Linked DNA regions of Salmo salar: regions 2 and 3 are each linked to region 1. The links are chromatin contacts, called in public Hi-C maps. All regions are on one chromosome and are shown on one strand. The core of a region is the stretch at or near the end of the contact, and the rest is flanking DNA. Distances in the headings are between cores, read along the strand shown.

Region 1 (4,383 bases), core at 892-3,391:
ACTAAAAAGGAAGTGATGAGTTCCGTACCGTTTTGAGCTCCATGAGAACCTGCTCGTCCACCCCCTCATCCAGGAAGAGCTCCCGGACTTCGTTGATAACATCTTCAATCACAGACCTGTACAGTTTAGGCTGACAGAACATTCAGAGTACTGTTAGAAGTGCTCTAATATAGAGTATAGTTATTCCACATGGTGATAAATGAAATGTACTCAAATGCAACTTGGTAAAGAATGTCAGCCAACAAATAATGCAAAATGTCATGTTTTGAAAAATGTCATTTTGGGGCATGACTGCCTTTGAACATCAGTGCCAGGCATTCATAAACTGCATACCATAAGAATCATAAAATTAAACAGAATTTAGAAACTATAGAATTGCAAAAAAAAGTGCCATTCTTACAATTTAACTATGTAAAATCAATTCCAAATTATGATTTGTAAAGTGAAAGTGTGCAGACTTTCATTGCATTCCCCAAAATGTTACAAATTCTTGGACAAGTTGGGACAATTCATCATCAAGTTATCAAGTCATTAATATACGATTGAACATAGTTTGGAAACCCTAGACTAGACCACAAATGTGCAGTGCATATGGGAGCTTTCAAACCGTAAACAAGTTAACGCAGCAATCGTTTCTCAACCAATCAATCCTTTAGGATTTTCTCAAACTGTAAACAACCTAAACAAACCGATCAGCTGGCGAGAAGTAAACTCAATAGGCCGTGCACAACATAGCTTAACATTCAATCATACACCGTCAAACTCAAACGGTCGCGTGAACACCGACAAAAGGTCATTTTCCCCGGTGTCACCGTCGCTCTCCCCGCCTCTTGGCCTGTCTGCTCACTATTTCAAGCTCAGTCGGGTGTTTATATGTAGAGACGGTGACGTAGGGTTGAGTAGCGCCTTCCCATCCCGGGCAGTCTATATTAGAGAGCCAATATGGCTGTATAAAACCGAGCTGCGGAAAGGAGGAAGGTCACAACCGTCAAGAGAGGAGACATGGAAGCCATTTTACGGAGCCGGGGTCAGGCACACATTGCCTCACGCTCGCAGTCACTAATATTCCAATGTTGGATGTAAATGGGGTTGTTGCTAGAAGATAGTGTGACTTTAGCTGGTTAAAATGTGATTTTAGAGACGGACAAATAAATAGTGGAGAATAGAGGGCTACGTGTTTTGGGGCGGCTAGCGAGCAGCCTTGTTCGTGTAATGGTGGACAGAGGCACTGTACGACCTTGTTTGAAATTATCAAGCAATACATAGCACCTGAATCAGTTTTAATTCCGACAATAGGAATTAAACAAATGCATTGGATGAGAAGGTGCTTCCAACTGTACATCAAGGCAAACTGCTAGTTTTCATTAGGCTCCAGGAACAATTCCTAAACTCGAAGATACTGTAGATAGGTACCGTACTAACTAGTAACTAACGTTATTGATAGCTAACTACGTTATATTATTTTTTAGGTAGCTCTCCAGTCCACATTGAAAATGCATCAATGTAGTTGATGCATGTTGACTAGCTAACGTTACTGTAGTTAGGTGGCATAGCTTGCAAATTAGACGAGGCTCAAAACACATTTCTAACTTGATATTTAATTATTTAGCTTAAAACTAAAAGACTTGGCTAAAGGTTAACACTGCATCTGAGAACATTTGCCCAAGATAAGTTAAAAACGTCATTCCCCAGCTGCATTCTGAAAATGATTTAGCTATGGTTTCGAAGAGGTTAAAATGGCTGTTGTACTTATGGCTATCATTTTTATTCATGAGAAAACCTAAATTGTTCGCCAAAAATACTCCCTAGGTAACTTATTTTAATGTTTTTGCACTCAAAATTATTTTTTGGCAGTTAGTTTGCCATCATAACTAGTTCTGTCTCACTAACTACCCTCTGAGAATGATCCTTACCACTGGATTCGAGTTAGCCGAGCTCGCCATTACGCGTAGTGTAAAACCACACGAAAATGAAGCGAGGAATGAGAGCAAAAAAAGGAAAAACGATCTAAAACAACTGGGTACGATACTTAAAATTAGCCGGCATAACTTTTGTAAATAAAACACAGATTTGAACGGTCTTATTTACAAATCCGGTCTGTGCCTTCCCAGCCGTTCTTCGCCCGCCGTTGTCCTCCTTTATATACTGAGCTGGAGCTGCGAGTGCGCGAGACATAAGGCAGGTCAACCCGGTCATTACCGCGAGAGTCCGCGGGAATATCGTACAGAAGAAAAACATTCAGTTTTAACAGTACCTCGAAATGTATTTTTACGTAGTGTATTGGGAATTGAGTGAATGAAAGTATTCACAAAAAGCAAATAGCTTTGCTTCAATCGTTTCTGATTAGCTTTGATGCTGACTACTGTTTTTTTAGTTTTTTTTGTATTACTACGTTTTGTTTGGTAAATAAACATAAACATCACAATGCATTCATGCAATCTGTTTTTTTTAATATATATACCAGACGTTGCAAAACAAGGTAAACTGTCTAATGCCATATTTCCAAGGCAGGCACAGAAATGTACGAGCTATGCGAAAATAGTTTTTTCTCATAGAGTGAACCAGTAGTCTGTAATGCAGATTGGATGGTGCCGCCAGTGGAAACTATCATGTTTATAGATTGGATAATCTTCCTTTTTCTAAATATTTTTCGTTGTTTCGCCCAACAAGCAAGTTTGGGGTGTTAGTATCTAGGTCAATGAGAGTGTCGAATTTGATCAACAAAAAATGAATGGATTATATGCTACGTGATGTTTATTTGATCGAATAGAAGATTCGTAATGCTTATAAAGTTGTTACGAGTGTACTGATAAAAGTAGGACATGTGCAACGTTAAGAAAAAATACTTTATATCGGAGTTGTCTCGAGATGACTATGCAAATTTTGCTTAAGGCTAGTAGCATAGCGTCTCCCTCCATTGAATACAGGCGGTTGACGTCAACAACCCTCATCGAATAATCAAAAAAGGACTACAACAATGAGATGTATCCACCAATCCAACGAACAGATAAACTCGACAGCCCGCAGTGCAGCGTTGAGGACAACGACTCCCATTGTTAGCTCAAAGAGCACAGGAGGTTGGTGGCATCTTAATTGGGGAGGACGGGCTCGTGGTAATGGCTGGAGCAGAATAATTGGAATGGTGTCAACAACATCAAACACGTGATTGATGCCATTCCACCATTCCAGCCATTATTATGAGCCATCCTACCCTCAGCAGCCTCCACTGGCGAAGATACATGTATCTTGTCAGTATATCCACAATCTTTGGTTATAATAAGGAAGTGAACGTTAATGATATTAAGGGTTAAATGGAAAAAATCTGACCTCTGAGATAAAATGGGATGGCCCTCTCTTCAGCAAAATATATTTTAAAGTGGATAGCAGAGAACATCCTTACCGTTACCCTCACTTCTTGGACAGACCGGAGCCTTAGATATGATGTTTTAGAAAGTGTTCTTCGTCTTGTAAGCATTATGGCAATGCAATAATTTTGATCGTGTACAGGGCTGCGGGCCAGAAGGTTATCGGTTCACAGACCACGTAGAGAAGAGTATCGGTGGAAAGATCTCCTTTATAGTAAAAGCATGAATCTATCATCGTATTTGCAGGTCTGAAGAAAAATGCTTTTTATAAACATTTCATGCATTTCATACTTAATTTTACAAAGCAGAATCTTTTTTAATACCACACAAATTACAGGCTAAGAATGGACCAAGATAGGCCTGCAGTGCCTAAAGAAAGTATTCACACCCCTTGACTTTTTCCACATTTTGTTGTGTTACAAAGTGGGATTTAATTGTCATTTTTTGTCAACGATCTACACAAAATACTCTGTAAAGTCAAAGTGGAAGAAAAATTCGAACATTTATAAAAAATAAATGGAAAATAGAAAAACACATATATTGATTAGATACAGTTGAAGTCGGAAGTTTGCATACATTTAGGTTGGGGTCATTAAAACTCAATTTTCAACCACTCCACAAATTTCTTGTTAACAAACTATAGTTTTGGCAAGTCGGTTAGAACATCTACTTTCTGCAGTAATTTTTCCAACAATTGTTTACAGACAGATTATTTCAATTTATAAGTCACTGTATCACAATTCCAGTGGATCAGAAGTTTGCATACACTAAATTGACTGTGCCTTTAAACAGCTTGGAAAATTCCAGAAAATGATGTCATGGCTTTAGAAGCTTCTGATAGGCTAATTGACATAATTTGAGTCAATTGGAGGTGTACCTGTTGATGTATTTCAAGGCCTACCTTCAAGCTCAGTGCCTCTTTGCTTGACATCATGGGAAAATCAAAAGAAATCTGCCAAGACCTCAGAAAAAAAATTGTAGACCTCCACAAGTCTGGTTCATCATTGGGAGCAACAAT
Region 2 (4,383 bases), core at 1,375-3,874, 250 kb after region 1:
GACCGTAGCGTACGTGTAGGTATGTATGGCAGGACCAAATCGGAGAGATAGGTAGGAGCGAGCCCATGTAATGCTTTATAGGTTAGCAGTAAAACCTTCAAATCAACCATAGCCTTTACAGGAAGCCAGTGTAGAGGCTAGCACTGAAGTAATATGATCAAATTTTGGGGTTCTAGTCAAAATTCTAGCAGCTCTATTTAGCACTAACTGAAGATAATTTAGTGCTTTATCCAGGTAGCCGGAGTAGAGCATTGCAGTAATCTAATCTAGAAGTGACAAAAGCATGGATTAGCTTTTCTGCACTATTTTGGGACAAAAAGTTTCTGATTTTTGCAATGCTATGATGGAGAGAAAAAAAATCGTCCCTTGAAATATTCTTGATATGTTCGTCAAAAGAGAGAGATCAGGGTCCAGAGTAACGCGGAAGTCCTTCACAGTTGTATTTGAGACGACTGTACAACCATCAAGATTCATTGTCAGATCAAACAGCAGATCTCTTTGTTTCTTGAGACCTAGAACTAGCATCTCTGTTTAAAAGATACAAAATTGCCAACATCCACTTCCTTATGTCTGAAACACAGGCTTCCAGGGTAGGCAATTTTGGGTCTTCACCATATTTCATAGAAATATCCAGCTGTGTTAGCCGCATAGCAGTGAAAGTTGACATTGTGTGTTCGAATGACGTCATCAAGAGGTATAATATCCAGTGAAAACAACAGTGGTCGTAAAACAGAACCATGAGGAACACCGAAACGTACAATTGATTTGTCAGAGGACAAACCACCCACAGACACGAACTGATATCTTTCCGACAGATAAGATCTAAACCAGGCAAGAACTGGTCAGTGTAGACCAATTAGGCTTTCCAATCTCTCCAAAAGAATGTGGCGATTGACAGTGTCAAAAGCGGCACTAAGGTTTAGGAGCACGAGGACAGATTCAGAGCCTTGGTCATTCAGAGCCTACAGTAATTAGACAGGGCCAGAGATAAACAATGAATGCACTTTATGCTTGACTACTGTGTTATTACTCACTGTGCCAACAATTGCCCCTTGGGGATAAATAAAGGTTTATTGTATTGAATTGCCATCAGACCTCCCAGTGTTGGCAGGCAGCCTGGATTTCACAGTCATACTTGTTCTTCACAGACTCCAGACACAGCTCTCTGTAGATCCCTGGAGAAGATACAAGACAAGGAAAACATATTTTTACCCTCAGTCGGCACCCTTCAGAAGGTTTGACATCACTGAGAACAGAGACATATATTACATTGTAACATTGTTATAACAGTACATTGCATATAAGAATAGAGACAACATATATAAACAGATGTGTGTTTCTTATATTTGGAGGTAGCCTACCCAGGGAGCTGGTGGGTAGGTCATCTGAGGAATACACAACTAAAATGTTAGAAAACCACTGATCTTCCTGACATTGACATCTGCCACAACTAAAGTTACAAAGTGGGACGTTAGTATCTAATCTAGTGTAGGCTAAAATTACATTCAAACTTACCAGCGACTTTGGTCCTGATCTGCATATTCTCCTGCAGGTTTGCCAGTGGTTCCAGATACTCTTGGGCACAGCCAGCTATCACTTCCTTCAGCTTTATATCCACCTGACTTAGCCTCTCCTTGTACAACCTAGTGACAACGAGACAGACAGCGGTGAGCAATACAGCGGCATCAGTAGTTGGTTGGCTTATACTCATGCATGTAAACATGGACCAGAAAGAAAACAATGTGGAACGTGTGCTTAAATCTGAAAAGTAGCAAACGTGTCTTTACTGTTCTTTCAAGTCACCGAATTGCTTCTCGAGGGTAGTCATCTCGTCCATGCATTCAATTCGTCTTCTCTCACAGTCCTCATCGTCCATATCTGTTGACAAAAATAAAAAATGCAGACAAATCTAATACAGTAAACAAACTAGAGGTAGCTTGATACTAACTAACGTCAGCTAGCTAGCTAGTTGGCCACGAAGCATCAACATCACTTTCTTTGGCCAGAATTAAAGAGACCATCGTAAAACTGGACCTACATTGCATTACAGCACGTTCATTTAGGAACTACAATGCATTATGCATAGCAGCCAGCTGCATTTTGCCTAGCTAGCTCTAATATTTACAGACTAGTAATGTACCTATCCCTTACCCGAGCTGTCTCCATCTTCGGATACAGAAGAGCTTACAGTGTCCTCTTCGTCTGTGCTGCTAGCGTCTTGATCGGGAAAATCAACCTCCATTTCTTCGTGGTTGCTTTCTTTCTTTTCACGGGCGTGCACCGGCATAACGTTAGATCTCTTTGAAAATTAGAGGAAATGGTTTGCGAACTGACTTAAAAAAAAAAAAATAGCAATAAAAATGACGACGGCTAACAGGATAAACAACTAGCTAGCTAAAACAACAGAGGGAACTGGAGGTTAAAAACATGGCTACCGAATCGACCAATCAGATGCTCTTTTACAAAAAAAAATCCACATTTTTGAGGAGATGGGAAACTCTATTAGAAATATACAACGCCGTTTGTACGTTGTCAATGGGCCGTGCAAGGCATTCTGGGACAAGGATCGAATGGGTGTCAATTGTGCGCTAGCTCAAAAACCCAACATTAGCATGTATGTTGTGAACAAGTAGTACAACATTACCACTCTTAACTGAGATAATTGACTTGTTCAGTGTAATACCGTGTAGCTTTGTAATCGTGACATTACGTACTTTCGAGGAAAATAGACAGACTTCAGATTTCTAGACGAAAATGCCAATCGGAACTAGGGAAACGCGGACATTTCGGACTTGCTGATTCGTTGAACGCGACACGTGTGTAACTACAACCCGTTTCCTAGTTCCGACTGGCACATGAGCGCTTGACGTTTAGTTTAGCAGTTGCGTGACGTATAATTACAACGTTTTGGTCGACAGACTGCTGGGTGGGACGTTATGCGTACTCTATTAATTTCCCAATGTGAGTCCCATCTCTTACTTTCTGTAATATCTCTGGTGCGCTGACTTTTTGCGGGGTTGATGTACAGTAGCTAGCTATCACATTTAGCCACCTAAACGGAGGTAGACAGAAGCGAAGTAGCCCGTCTTAACCGATAAACCGACTGGTTGTGGGTAAGTAAAATCTGATTCGGTAGTTTGTTTTTCACTTCATTGTCTGAGTATTATCGACGGTATTTAGCTGGCTAAGTGTAACTAACAAACTGTGAGAATGGTTTCCCCGGTACGGTAGTTAGCTGCTAGTTAGCGTAGTTACAACACACAAGCTAGCCTTGCCAGGCTTGTTGTGGAGGACAAAACCTAAAACCTCTGTTACTTAGCGAGTATAGCTAACGTTAACTAATTCGAATACGTTGTAGCTGACCTTAACGACAAATATGACAAACAAGGTGAAGTTAATGTCTTTCATAAGTAACTTAACCTGCTAACGTTACCCAGAGTCGTGGATATGACCTGACGACGTTACAGTTATCCAGTTAGCTAGCCATCTAACTAACTTAGCTAACGTTAGTTAAGTTGGTTAACGTTAGTACCAGGCCTTCTATCGACCTGTGGCGGATATTTTACAGGTGGATATCTGTCAGCTGACGTATGCAGCCACAAGTACAAAAAAGCCAGCTGAACACGTGCTGTTATCTTGTGTTGAGAGATGGACAGGGTCTAATTCGTACTATTCCATTTCTCTTATTACAGTTCTGACTGGTTTTCTTTGGTTCCATGTTTAGGTGGGTGATTTCCACAAGATGTCGTTCCCTCCTCATCTCAACCGAACCCTTTTGCCACCGGGCATCCCCCCTCCACAGTTTGCTGGTTTTCCTTCAGGTGAGTCATCAGAGACAGATCTCCCATCCTATGGGCCTGTCTGTATGTAAATTAAACAGCAACTAGATGGTTAACATGACTGATTTGTAAGGATATCTAATACTCAGTGAACTTTGTATTGAGAGAGACATTCATTTAAAATACATTTTGTATACATTAGAGGGTTCGACCGATTATGATTTTTCAACGTCGATACCGATTATTGGAGGACCAAAAAAAGCGGATACCGATTAATCAGCCTATTTTTGTGTGTGTGTAATAATGGCAATTACAACAATACTGAATGCACAATGAACACTTATTTGAACATAATATTATACATGAATCAATTTAGTCTCCAATAAATAATGAAACATGTTCAAATTGGTTTAAATAATGCAAAAACACAGTGTTGGAGAACAAAGTAAAGTGCAATATGTGCCATGTAAAAAAAGCTGAAGTTTAAGTTCCTTGCTCAGAACATCTTCGAACGCCAAGTTAACAAACAGATTACTGACCATTTTGAATCCCACAGTACCTTCTCCGCTATGCAATCTGGTTTCCGAGCTGGTCATGGGTGCAC
Region 3 (4,383 bases), core at 1,026-3,525, 200 kb after region 1:
TCTAATGTGTTGAGGGTGACTTTAACAACCTCCGTTGCAGGCAGAGACTTCTTAAAGACTTCATGGATTATTAAAATACTTGAATTAATGTTCTGACAGACAGGATCTGATTGCGTTTGCAACTGGATTTCTCTGTGGCCAGAGGGAGAAGCATTCTCATCACTCACCACTAAGTGGCGCCTGAAGTGCGTGTTTTTAAAATAATCGCACTGACAAAAATAAACTGGACGTGAGAATTAGGCCGGTCACACTTCTTGGACAACGAATATCGCATAAAATCTGATATTTTGTTTTCATCAATCGAACACAACATTTACTCAATTATAAACTACTGTAACCTATGCTAAATCCTGAAATAGCGTTCCTTGAAAACATTTTATATTTAGCCTTATCAACTCCTTATCAAAGCAACAAATACAACATACTGATACTGTCTATTATGAAGGCAAAACTGTTCAAATAAAATATAGAGAGCAGCGTTGCAGCTTTTGCCCGATTACATTTATTAACACCACCACAACTATCCTCCATTCTTAAATTTCGCGTACATTTAGAAATACTTTCTAGTAGGTTGCATATCATCCAATGGAAATACTTGCACCTCCCAGCATCGAGTCTCAGCAGCATGTCAGCCCGAAAGATCCTCTCTTCTGTCACAAAATACTAACATTTCCAACGCTTTCAGTAAACCATAACTCCATACCCATCTAGAACAAAATCTACAGGATTAAAATGTGCCGTTTGGACAAGCGACAGCCCTAAATCGCATTTGTTTTTAACTTTGTTATATTTATGGGATTTCCATCAAGCACTACTGCCTGGTGCAATGCAGATCCGACCTAGCCAATAACTGTGGCCAATACATAGTGTGTAATATTGCGGGTCTGCTCTAACCAATCAGAGGCAGCGTCACATAAACGGCAGCGCAAAATCCTCCAGCGTCAACCAGGTAGCGTCTTCATACACCAGTAGTATCCTTCCGCTGCAGAGAAATAGTTCCGTGTGGAAGTTCTGAGCTGCTCGAGTCGAGATCTAAGTTCAGTTTGAACTCATGGCCCTTCGAAATACACTATCATGGATGGTCATAATGATATTAATGCGGAAAGAATGTCTCTATTATTCACTGACATATTTACTGTAGTGTGATAAATTATGATTTTTGTAGCAAAATGACATTAAAGGGTGTTTTGGAGGTTCCGATATCATCTATCCTCATGCTTGAGGGTGGGTCAACCAATATGGGCACAGGTGTCTATTACCGAAGGGAAACATTTATAGCTAAATGGTTATTTAGACTTGGATGAGATGTGCCTATAATTTATAGGCCTCTAGTAAAAATAACACAAAGGGGCCTAATCTAGAATGACCATGATGACGTTTAGAATGTTCTTGGCTGTTGCCCGGAGTGTATGGAGAGTTGCAGCTGCTAACAGATCAAATGAATTTGTCAACATGCTTCGTAAACAACAGGTGTAGACTAACAGCGAAACGCTTACTTACAAACCCTTCCCAACAATGCAGAGAGAAAAAAAATGAAATAATAGAAAAATAATAACACGAGAAATAAGTACACAATGAGTAACGATAACTTGGCCATATACATGGGGTACCAGTACAGAGTCGATGAGCAGGGGTACGAGGTAAATGAGGTAGATACTGTATGTATATATACTGTCTGTAGGTAGGGATAACGTGACTAGGTAACAGGGTAGATAATAAACAGTAGCAGCAGCGTGTGTCGAGTCAAAAGAGTGCTAAAAGGGTCAATGTTGCATAGTCTGAGTTGGTGCATCGGTACGGCTTGCTGAGCGGTAGCAGAGAGAACTGTCTATCTATATATGCTACACCGGTGGCTGGCGGCACCTTAATTGGGGAGGACAGGCTCATAGTCACGTCCTCCCCTCAGCAGCCTCCTGTGCCACTGGCGCAAATCATCATTGAATTGGGGGACGTGCACAGCAGGGGTGAAACTGTTTCCTAACGGACGCAAACAGCAAAACTATAATTTTTATTGGATAAATGTAGGTAGCTTCCTCCCCGTTTCGTTTGCTTACGTCAAAGAAACGTTTCGCAACAGAATCGGCGGAATGAATACACCCGAGGCCTGCTGCACTACAGGGCGCTACAGTAGACGGGGCGGGGGGGGATAAGGAAGTGAGTGAACAGGCTGGGCTGGTGTGGCGGAGGGATACATAGTCCCCGTTCTCACCACCACCACCGCGACGCACCTCCATCCCGCTGGAAAGTCCATCTAAGGAACGAGCACACACGTTGTCTAGTTCATAGACAATCAGCCCAGATCCATCGAACATGGTATGTATTCTATATTTTTTGTGGGATTCATTTTTTTTAATCATTTGTCAATGCATTTAATGCCACGATGTAATGGGACATGGAAGAGGGTCAAGATATGGGGGATATCCACAATTTTGCTATTCATTCATATAGGTTTACAGCATTTTATCTTACCGGGAATTAAATGAGGGTGATCAAAAAGCTTGCTGTTTTGCAACTGTTATGTAATTGCATGGGATATGTCATCTTTAGTCTTACGAGGGCGAGTTGATTCTATTTGGAGGAACATTTTCTAGGGCGATATAACCGCTGAGGTGTAAATGAACAGGATGTAACACAAAATGGAGCGGGATTCCGCGATAACTGCGCAATTCTTACGGCATAGTAGTTGGCTCGATGGCTATACCGGGGTATGTTGCTGGCTCGAGGCTGCACGGTGCAGATTTAATTAATTCAAACATCAGATTAATAGCTTTGGGATAACTAGCAAGTTGCTAGATGATTACAGCACAATTCTGTAACTAAAGTGATTACATTTCAGAGTGTAGTGTGTTGGCTGGAATAGGAAAGCGCACTGGCAAATTATGGGGTAACGCTGCACTCGTAAAGAGTTGACAAGCCTTTTTACCTATGATGCTGCTTCATGTCTCAACACGTTTTATTAATGGGCAATCTAGTTATATCAACTCCTATATGCTACCGAATAGGATTCATCCCATTTTGAGGAAAATGAACCCATTCCATGGATAGTTATTAGCTGCATTTTTCCATGTTGCATCATCGCGCTCTGTCTGATGGACCAACCATAATGCGAATTGCAGCAATACATCGCCTGTGATCCGCAACTGAAATCGCCCATCTCCCTCAAATTGGGGAATCTGGAAAAAATTGAAACATTTTATATAATTCTACATTACAGTAGTTACAAAGTTTCGCCTTCAAGCGCCGTTTATCTCACTGTAACGCCGCCTGATTAGGTTGTCTTTTGCGTTCTTAATGGTATGCAAATGCCTACTCGGTAGCCTAGGCGAGAACATCAACAGCTGTTCAGTCTTGGGTCTGCTGTTTTTTATTTTATTTTATTCCTTCAAATGCAGAATAAAGTATTTGATTGATGTTTAATGTCATTCTTATTACATCATTTAGCAGCAACAAAGTTATATTTTCTGGGAATTATTGTTAGGCTAAATCAGAAATGTGTTTCAAACTTCACTGTATAACTGTCAACGATCAAACAGCTCACACACAATTTCCAACTGTCGAAATTGAGTTCATTCAATGACATAGAAAGGGAAAGGGTGATACCTAGTCAGCTGCACAACTGAATGCATTCAAACCCAAAATGCCTATTCTACGTTTAACCCAACCCCTCTGACTCATATAAAAGCATCTCTCAGATGTCACAGCAAGATAAGTCATTCGGTGGAAGTGATGAAGCCGGGTGTGTTGAAGGGAAAAGTCTCTCCCAATCAATATATGAATGATCTATTGATTACCAGCCCTGTGGATCATTCATAGCACTAGGGGAGTCAATAGAAATGTTTCTCTGTGCGATCACATATCTGTCACGTGTGGTATTGAACTGCTGCATGCGGTTAGGTTTCATGTTGCACACCAGTGTAGTAATTGAAGTATATGTTGCGCATCGCCCTTTTGAAAAGTTGAATCCGTGAGCAAAGCCCTGTGTAGGCCTACCATACACTCCAACATAAAACAACTATTGAAGTGGAAAACCTGTATCTCTATTCAGATGGAAGTATCAAGTAAGTCTACCTGTCCCTATCCTGTTCCAGCCTTGTTTGCTGGTGCGTGTTTAGTAACTTAGAGGACATCTGATCCCGAGCATTGAATCATTTATTTGCCTGGCAGGTGGTCCTGGCCTGGATGAGTCAACCTGTAAACTGCTATCAGGGTTGTGTTCATTAGGCACCAAACAGACTGAAAAATGAGGAGGAACTACCTGGACTCGTCCAATAAGAAATGCACATTTTTGTTTTCCATTGCAAAATGTTTTAAATTTTTTTACTGTGGGTCCTAATGAACACAACCCAAAACTCAACCCACCAATCAGGTCCATATGGTGCCCTA

Evidence for each region. A called contact is a pair of places that touch in the nucleus more often than the background predicts.
Region 2: a contact with region 1 is called in a Hi-C map of gill, with 5 times the contacts expected there. The contact joins the promoter of LOC106571671 here to the promoter of LOC106571676 in region 1. A contact is called at or near these places in 2 of 3 Hi-C or Micro-C datasets (gill and muscle).
Region 3: a contact with region 1 is called in a Hi-C map of muscle, with 4 times the contacts expected there. The contact joins the promoter of LOC100194629 here to the promoter of LOC106571676 in region 1. A contact is called at or near these places in 2 of 3 Hi-C or Micro-C datasets (gill and muscle).

Annotation. Positions count from the first base shown.
Region 1 is chrssa15:47,699,224-47,703,606 of Ssal_v3.1, forward strand. LOC106571676 (transcription initiation factor IIA subunit 1) reads right to left here and starts at 2,142. Exons shown (of 11, transcript XM_014145014.2): 1 at 1,914-2,142; 2 at 29-130. The coding sequence starts at 1,943.
Region 2 is chrssa15:47,949,779-47,954,161 of Ssal_v3.1, forward strand. It overlaps LOC106571671 (breast cancer metastasis-suppressor 1-like protein-A), which reads right to left and starts at 2,625. Exons shown (of 10, transcript XM_014145007.2): 1 at 2,152-2,625; 2 at 1,788-1,878; 3 at 1,516-1,643; 4 at 1,096-1,175. The coding sequence starts at 2,287. It also overlaps the pseudogene LOC106571670.
Region 3 is chrssa15:47,897,228-47,901,610 of Ssal_v3.1, forward strand. It overlaps LOC100194629 (calmodulin 2 (phosphorylase kinase, delta)-3), which reads left to right and starts at 2,276. Exons shown (of 6, transcript NM_001139714.1): 1 at 2,276-2,313. The coding sequence starts at 2,311.